Regions from separate parts of the Mus musculus genome. Here region 1 is linked to region 2. The links are chromatin contacts, called in public ChIA-PET maps. All regions are on one chromosome and are shown on one strand. The core of a region is the stretch at or near the end of the contact, and the rest is flanking DNA. Distances in the headings are between cores, read along the strand shown. Region 1 holds the start of D8Ertd738e (DNA segment, Chr 8, ERATO Doi 738, expressed). Region 2 holds the start of Adgre5 (adhesion G protein-coupled receptor E5).

The links. ChIA-PET counts read pairs in DNA pulled down with a chosen protein or histone mark.
Region 1: an RNA polymerase II ChIA-PET map of effector CD8 T cells shows a contact between it and region 2, with 8 read pairs. The contact joins the promoter of D8Ertd738e here to the promoter of Adgre5 in region 2. A contact is called at or near these places in 1 of 39 promoter capture datasets (embryonic stem cells), 1 of 484 Hi-C or Micro-C datasets (embryonic stem cells), 4 of 115 datasets of contacts at active chromatin or transcription factors (bone marrow-derived macrophages, effector CD8 T cells, embryonic stem cells and 1 more) and 2 of 9 other capture datasets (adipose tissue and embryonic stem cells).

Annotation. Positions count from the first base shown.
Region 1 is chr8:84,248,316-84,251,824 of GRCm38.p6, reverse strand. D8Ertd738e (DNA segment, Chr 8, ERATO Doi 738, expressed) reads left to right here and starts at 2,064. Exons shown (of 3, transcript NM_001007571.2): 1 at 2,064-2,209; 2 at 2,296-2,351. The coding sequence starts at 2,122. Mri1 (methylthioribose-1-phosphate isomerase 1) reads left to right here. Exons shown (of 5, transcript NM_026423.4): 5 at 114-1,249. The coding sequence ends at 274.
Region 2 is chr8:83,739,815-83,743,206 of GRCm38.p6, reverse strand. Adgre5 (adhesion G protein-coupled receptor E5) reads left to right here and starts at 1,896. Exons shown (of 20, transcript NM_011925.2): 1 at 1,896-2,100. The coding sequence starts at 2,070. Gm46046 (predicted gene, 46046) reads right to left here and starts at 1,921. Exons shown (of 2, transcript NR_168527.1): 1 at 1,591-1,921.

The DNA of each region.
Region 1 (3,509 bases), core at 815-3,314, 510 kb before region 2:
ACTAGAGTCTCGGGACTCTGTAGCCTAAGAATTACTGTGGTGAGGACAAATGCCAACAGTCAGGGAGTTCTCGGAGCCAACCCCCAGCCTCACGTGCCCTCTCTCCCCTGCAGGAATCCGGGTTTGGAATCCTGCCTTTGATGTCACCCCCCACGAACTCATCACAGGTGGCATCATCACTGAACTGGGTGTCTTTGCCCCTGAGGAGCTCCGAGGAGCCCTAAGTGCCTCCGTCTTCTCAGAGGGACAGACCCTAGATAGTCCCTGGGTGTGACTGGCTGGCCCTCCGTGCCCTGCCCTGACTTCCTCTGGTTTTATAATAAAGTTCTCAAATGGCTACCCAAAGTTCATCTTCACCCACACTCCCTCTTCCAGCTGCAGGAACAGATATGGTTTGCCAGGTTCTGCAGAGTTTCAGCATCCACAGCAAAGCTGCCTAAGGTCGCGTCCCAGGCTCATCCTTGGAATGATCTATGCATGGGATGAAAGACAGATGTGGCGGTCACACACCTGTAATCTCAGCACCTGGGAGGCTCAGGCAGGAAGATTTGGAGTTTAGGCTACCCTGGGCTACAGATTCAAACAGACAAACAAAAGTAGAGATAATCAGGATGTTCTCTTAGTTACATTTGAATTTTTTTGTTGTTGTTGATTCTATTTTGTTTTGTTTTGTTTTTTCTAGACAGGATTTTTCTGTGTCTCCTTGGCTATCCTGGAACAATCTGTAGATCAGGCTGGCTTCAAACTCAGAGATCCTCCTGCCTCTGTCTCCCAAGTGCTGGGATTAAATGCATGCACCACTACTGGCTATTTACTTTTATTTATGTGTGAGTGTTTTACATGCAAACCCCTGGTGCTCTCCCAGACCAGAAAAGGGTACCAGATCTCCTGGAACTGGAATTACAAGTGGTTGTGAGCTGCCATATGGGAGCTGGGACCCAGGAACTAAACCTCTGTGCTAGAACAAGTCCTATAAAAGAAGACACCAAAGTTCAGTAATCAAGATAAATATTTGTGTTTTAAGGCAGTCTCTTTGTAGCTCTGGCTGCCCTTGGACTTGCTCTATGGACCAGGCTACCCTAGAACTCACAAAGATCCACCTACCTCTGCCTCTTGAGCAAAAGGTCAAAAGTGTGAGCCCCTACAACCTGCTTTGCTTTATTCTTGAGAGTCTGTGAACCTGGAATTCAGCTATCAGGCTAGACTCCAGGGGTCCTCCCGCTTCAGCCAACTTAGCACTGGGATAGCAGGTGTGTGCACCAGCGAATGGTGGGGATACCACTCAGGTTCTCATACATAAACAATATGCACTTTACCCCTGAGCCATGTTCCCAGCCACCAGGTGCATATTTTAAATCTTTTAAAATTAAAAAGAACACAGTTGGGGCTGTGTCTATAGCTGTGGCAACTCTTGTGCTGAAAATATGAGGCTGCTCTCTGTCCCCAGCACAGCTGTAAAATTAATGCATTAATGTGAGGGATTTTTTTTTTTTAGTGATATCTTTATTCTGGTTTATTCTGGTGGAAGTGATCTATGGGAGTCAGTTCGCTGCCTCCCAAGTGCTGATATTAAATGCCTGTGCCACCACCCAGGATCAAACTCAAATAAGCATGGCAGCAAGCATCTTTACCCACCAAGTCACATCACCAATGATTACTGAACGTTTTTGACACTCCTTTAATTTTCCTCCAAAAACGAGCTCCTCGTTTACCAGACTCCAAGCTTTATTTGAAGTTTTATGTATAAAAAAGAGCACTGACTGCTTGTGCTTGGAGAGGTCCTGAGTTCAATTCCCAGCAACCACATAGTGGCTCACAAACATCTGTAATGGAATCCGATGCCCTCTTCTAGAGTGTCTGAAGACAGACTACAGTGTACTCATATAAATGAAATAAATAAATCATTTTTTTAAAACGCGCATGTTTTACAATACACAAATGTGGTCCCACCCCTGAAAATGGTAATTAATTTTCCTTCCAACTTTTTAGACAGCGGTTCCTTTAAGTGCGCCGCTCTGTGTCGGGTGAGGCCTTGAGACTTTGCGTCCCACTGTAGCCAATGACGTCTTCGACTTCCGCTTTTCTGCACGTGGCCCCGCCTCTTCCGGGTTGCGGTAGAACATGGCGCAGGGACAACGCAAGTTCCAGGCGCAGAAACCTAAAAGCAAGGCTGCCGCGGCGGAGCGGAGCCGCGGGCCTCGGAAAGGCGGTAAGGAATGAGGTGGGGAGCAGGGAGAGAGGATGGCGGACTTGAGGTGGCCCGCCGAGGCTCACCGGCTGGTGTCTCTCCCCCAGGTCGAGTCATCGCTCCCAAGAAGGCGCGCGTTGTTCAGCAGCAGAAGTTGAAGAAGGTGAGTGAAGCGATGCAAGTGATCCGGGATGACGGACGGACAGCCGAGAGGGTTCCCAACTGCAAGGCTTTGTCCTCCGCTAGTTGGATGAATCCTGGCCCGCCCTTAGCTTCTGAGCGCTTCAGATGCGCGTTAGGGACTGCCAGCAGATAGCCTCGAGTTGTTGTTTATTGTGTATGAATATTTAGCCTGAGTGTGCGCGCGAGTGTGGCACAAGTGTCTGTGCCTTGTACCCGACGAGATTAGAAAAGGATGCCCAAAACCCTAGAACTAGAGTTATTAACGGGTTTTGAGCCATCATGTGTGTGCTGGGAACTGAACCCTGGTCTTAGTCAGGCGGGTGTGATAGCCCAGACTTTTTTTTTATTAGATATTTTCTTTATATACATTTCAAATGTTATCCCGAAAGTTCCCTATACCCTCCCCCCGCCCTGCTCCCCTACCCACCCACTCCCACTTCTTGGCCCTGGCATTCCGCTGTACTGGGGCATATAAAGTTTGCAATACCAAGGGGTCTCTCTTCCCAGTGATGGCCGACTAGGCCATCTTCTGCTACATATGCAGCTAGAGATACAAGCTCTGGGGGTACTGGTTAGTTCATATTGCTGGTCCACCTATAAGGTTGTAGACTCCTTCAGCTCCTTGGGTGCTTTCTCTAGCTTCTCCATTGGGGGCCCTGTGTTCCATCTTATAGATGATTGTGAGCATCCACTTCTGTATTTGCCAGGCACTGGCATAGCCTCATACAAGACAGCTATTACAGGGTCCCTTCAGCAAAACCTTTCTGGCATATGCAATAATGTCTGGGTTTGGTGGCTGATTATGGGATGGATCCCCGGGTGGGGTAGTCTCTGGATAGTCCATCCTTTTGTCTTAGCTCCAAACTTTGTGATAGCCCAGACCTTTAATCCCAGCACTCTAGAGGCAGAGGCAGGCAGATCTCTGAGTTCAAGGCCAGCTTGGTCTATAGAGCAAGGTCCACCACAGCAGATAGATAGATAGATAGATAGATAGATAGATAGATAGATAGATAGATAGATAGATAGATAGATAGATAGATAGATAGATAGAGCTTTTAACGGCTGAGTGATGTTCTAGCCTCCAAAATAATGTTTTAATTATGTGTGGTGTGTGCACCTGAGTGCATATGCCCACAGA
Region 2 (3,392 bases), core at 647-3,146:
TAACCCTGTTTCCGAAGAGCAGCCAGTGTTCTCATCTACCAGTGATCCATCTCTCCAGCCCCAGTAGCACACATGGTCTGCAACTTCCTTTTATCTTTTCTCTCACACTGTGGATCAGGAGAGCCACAGACTCCCAGCAACCCTCTTGCCTCAACCTCGTGAGCTCTGCCATTACAGGTTGTGCGCCATCATAGTTCGCTACAGTCATCTCTCAGAACTTGGAGTTTATTTTTATTTTTATTCTTTGTTGTTTTGTTTTTGAGACAGAGTTTCTCAGTGTAACAGCCCTGGCTGCCCTGATTCACTCTGTAGACCAGGCTAGCCTCCAAATCACAGAGATCCACCTGCCTCTGCCTCTCAAGTGCTGGGACGAAAGGTGTGCGCCACCATGGCCCAACTTGAACCCAGAATTTACTAAGGTAAAAGGAAGGCCTGACACCCCTGGTAGTTTATGCCTGTGATCCCAGCAGGCTTAGGCTTTGGAGACAGGAAGTCAGGAGTTCAGTGCCATCCTAGGCTACATAGAGTTGAAAGACAGCCTGGGCTGTTTGAGACCAGACCGTGTTTCAGAGAAAAAAAGAAAAAGAAAATCAATATTTTGAAAAATCACTAGATGTGTCTGAGAATGTAGTTCCCTTGGTAGAGTGCTTGTCCAGCATACACAAAGCCTTGGGTTTGGCATTCTTCCCGCCCCCAACACACACACATGAAAAGAAACCATAGTTACACAAGTAACTCAAACAGGAAGCCAGTGTACATCACATGACTCTCTATAGACTGTGGCAAGGTCAGTGCGTGTAACCAAAAAGCCCTGCCGTGGTAAGCCATGTCCCGTGGTCAAAGCTCTCTCTTCCTCTATTTTAAGTCCTTATTACGTTTTTTGTTTGTTTATTTGTTTTGGCTTTTTGAGACAGGGTTTCTCTGTGCAGTCCTGGCTGTCCTGGAACTCACTCTCTAGACCAGGCTGGCCTCGAACTCAGTAATCCGCCTGCCTCTGCCTCTCAAGTGCTGGGATTACAGGCATGCGCCACCACTGCCCGGCCCCTTATTACGTTTTATTTATTGACTTGTTTATTTAGTGTTTGGGTTTGTGTGTGGCACCGTGTGCCCGTGAAGGTCAGAGGACAACTTCCAGGAGTTGGCTCTCTCCTTCCATCATGGAGGTCCTGGGTATCAGAAATCAGGTCGTTAGGTTTTGGGGCAAGTGCCTTTACCCGCTGAACCATCTTGGTAGCACTTCCCTCCCCCACTTTATTATTTTTTATTTTTGCGATAGACTCATGCTTCGTAGGCCTGGCTGGCCTGCAACTCTTAAGTGGCCAAAAACGGCCTCCGGTTTAGCCTCTGCTTTCCAGAGAACGGTATTAGTATAGGCCAACGCAGCCATGCCATGACCCCTTGTCTTTTTGGGCAAGGTCTTTTGTAGCGCGGGCAGGCTTCAAAAGCGACAAAACGGAGGATGAGTTGAACTCCTGATTAGTGCTGGGATTACAGGCTAGCGGTCCTCTGCCGGCTTATGTGGCTTTGAGGCTAGACAGGGCCTCGGGCAGGTTAAGCAAGCACTGCGCACACTGAGCCGCATCTCCAAACCTTGATGTCTCTCGTTCCTGGACAGTCAGCCCGGCAGGACCCTCAGTCCTCTTCTGGTTCTTATTTGGCCCCTGGCTTCTCTGAACTTCAGTTTCTCTCTTGGAAAAGAAGCCGACAAGTCCTGCTGATGGGAAAGGCGAGGGTCGCCCAGGACATCGTTCGGGTGGGAGCTCCACCCAGCTCTGTCCGATGTGCCTGGTCCCCGTCCCAGGACGCCTGAACCACACCACCCAGCTCCCCGCGGGGGCGGGTGTCGGAGCCGCGCGCGGGGGGGGGGGGGGAGGAATGTTGCGTTTGTTCCAGACGCGGGCGCGCGGCGCGCCCTGGGTCTGTTTCCCCGGCACTTTCCTGTTACTTTCCAGCGGGGAGGACAGTTCCGGGGAGGGCCCTGCTCACGCCCGCTGCATAAAAGCCCAGCCCAGCCGGCCGCCACAGCCCTCTATCAACCCCAGACGCTGTCCGTTCCGTGCCGCGCCACCATGAGGGGCGTCAGATGCCCCGGCCTGCTTGGTGAGACCTCGGGGTTGCGCGGAGCCGGGAGGGAACTCGCGGGACGTGGCCAGGAGGGGCAGGGACAGTCGAAGCCGGCGCACCTGTGCGCCCCAGAGGGCTCTCCAGGGGGTGTCAGATCCTAATGGGCTTGAGTGTTGCCAGTTTGGAGACTAAGAGGGAGAAACTGAGGCACGGGGGCAGTTAAAGAGGGTAACAAAGCAGGCATGGTGTCACAGGGCATTAGGGAGGCTGAGGCAGCAGGGTCACCAATTTCAGGTCAGCTTGTGCTACACAGCAAGACCCTGTCTCAAAAGAACAAAAGAAAAAGAAATGCAGGCTAGAGGCTGGGGTGGTGCCGAGGTCAAGAGCATTAAGAGAGGACCTGGCTGGGTCCCAGCACCTATATGGTGGCTCACAAGTGTCTGTAACTCCAGTTCCTGGGGATTCACACTGTCTTCTGCATCCACGGGCAACAGACATGCAGTGCACAGACATACATGCAGTGTACAATAATACATGCAGTGCACAAACATACATGCAGGCAAAACACATACAGTTTAAAAAAAAAAAAAGCTAAAAAGAACTGTAGGTTAAAGTACACTTTGCAAACTGTTGCCCAAACAGACGCTCTCAATGTGAAGAGAAACCCACGTGAGGGTGCCCATTTCTTCGAGGGTGGGAACTCCCCCTGCCCCAGTCTGTCCCCTGCTGTCTCCGTGCCAGGAACAGGCAGAGAATCTCCTTGGGACTTGTCTGGGACGGAGCTGCTGGCTGAAAGGAACTTACCAGGCTGTGGTTTGAACTTGGCTTTCATCATGACTTTCCCGCCCCACCCTGGGTGCCTCAACCGTTGTTTGATGGCTAAGTCACCTAAGTAACTTGACAACAAACAGTGAAAAAATGGAACGGGGCACCAGCTGGAGTTACCCCAAGATATGGAACTTGGGGCACAAACTGGGGTCACCCTAACCACAATGACTGGCCTGAGTGCTAGTGACAGGTGGCAGGCAGCTCAGTAGCCATGGACCTAGAACCAGGAAATAGAGTCCCAGGGTGTCACAGTTGGTGGCAAACAGCTGCAGGGGCCTGCCTGGCTGTCACTAAGCTGGGTCACAGTGACTTTGGGCTGCACTTTCCTCCTCTGTAAAATGGAACAAGACCAGCTGTATTTTACCATATTGTTTCAAGGGCCAAGAGTTTGTGTACAAACTTTCTGGTTTACAGTTTGAATTAACTGAACATGTGGGTGTGGTGTCTGTGTCTGCTATCAGAGTACCTAGCGAGTAGAGGCAGGAGGGTCAAAAGTTCAA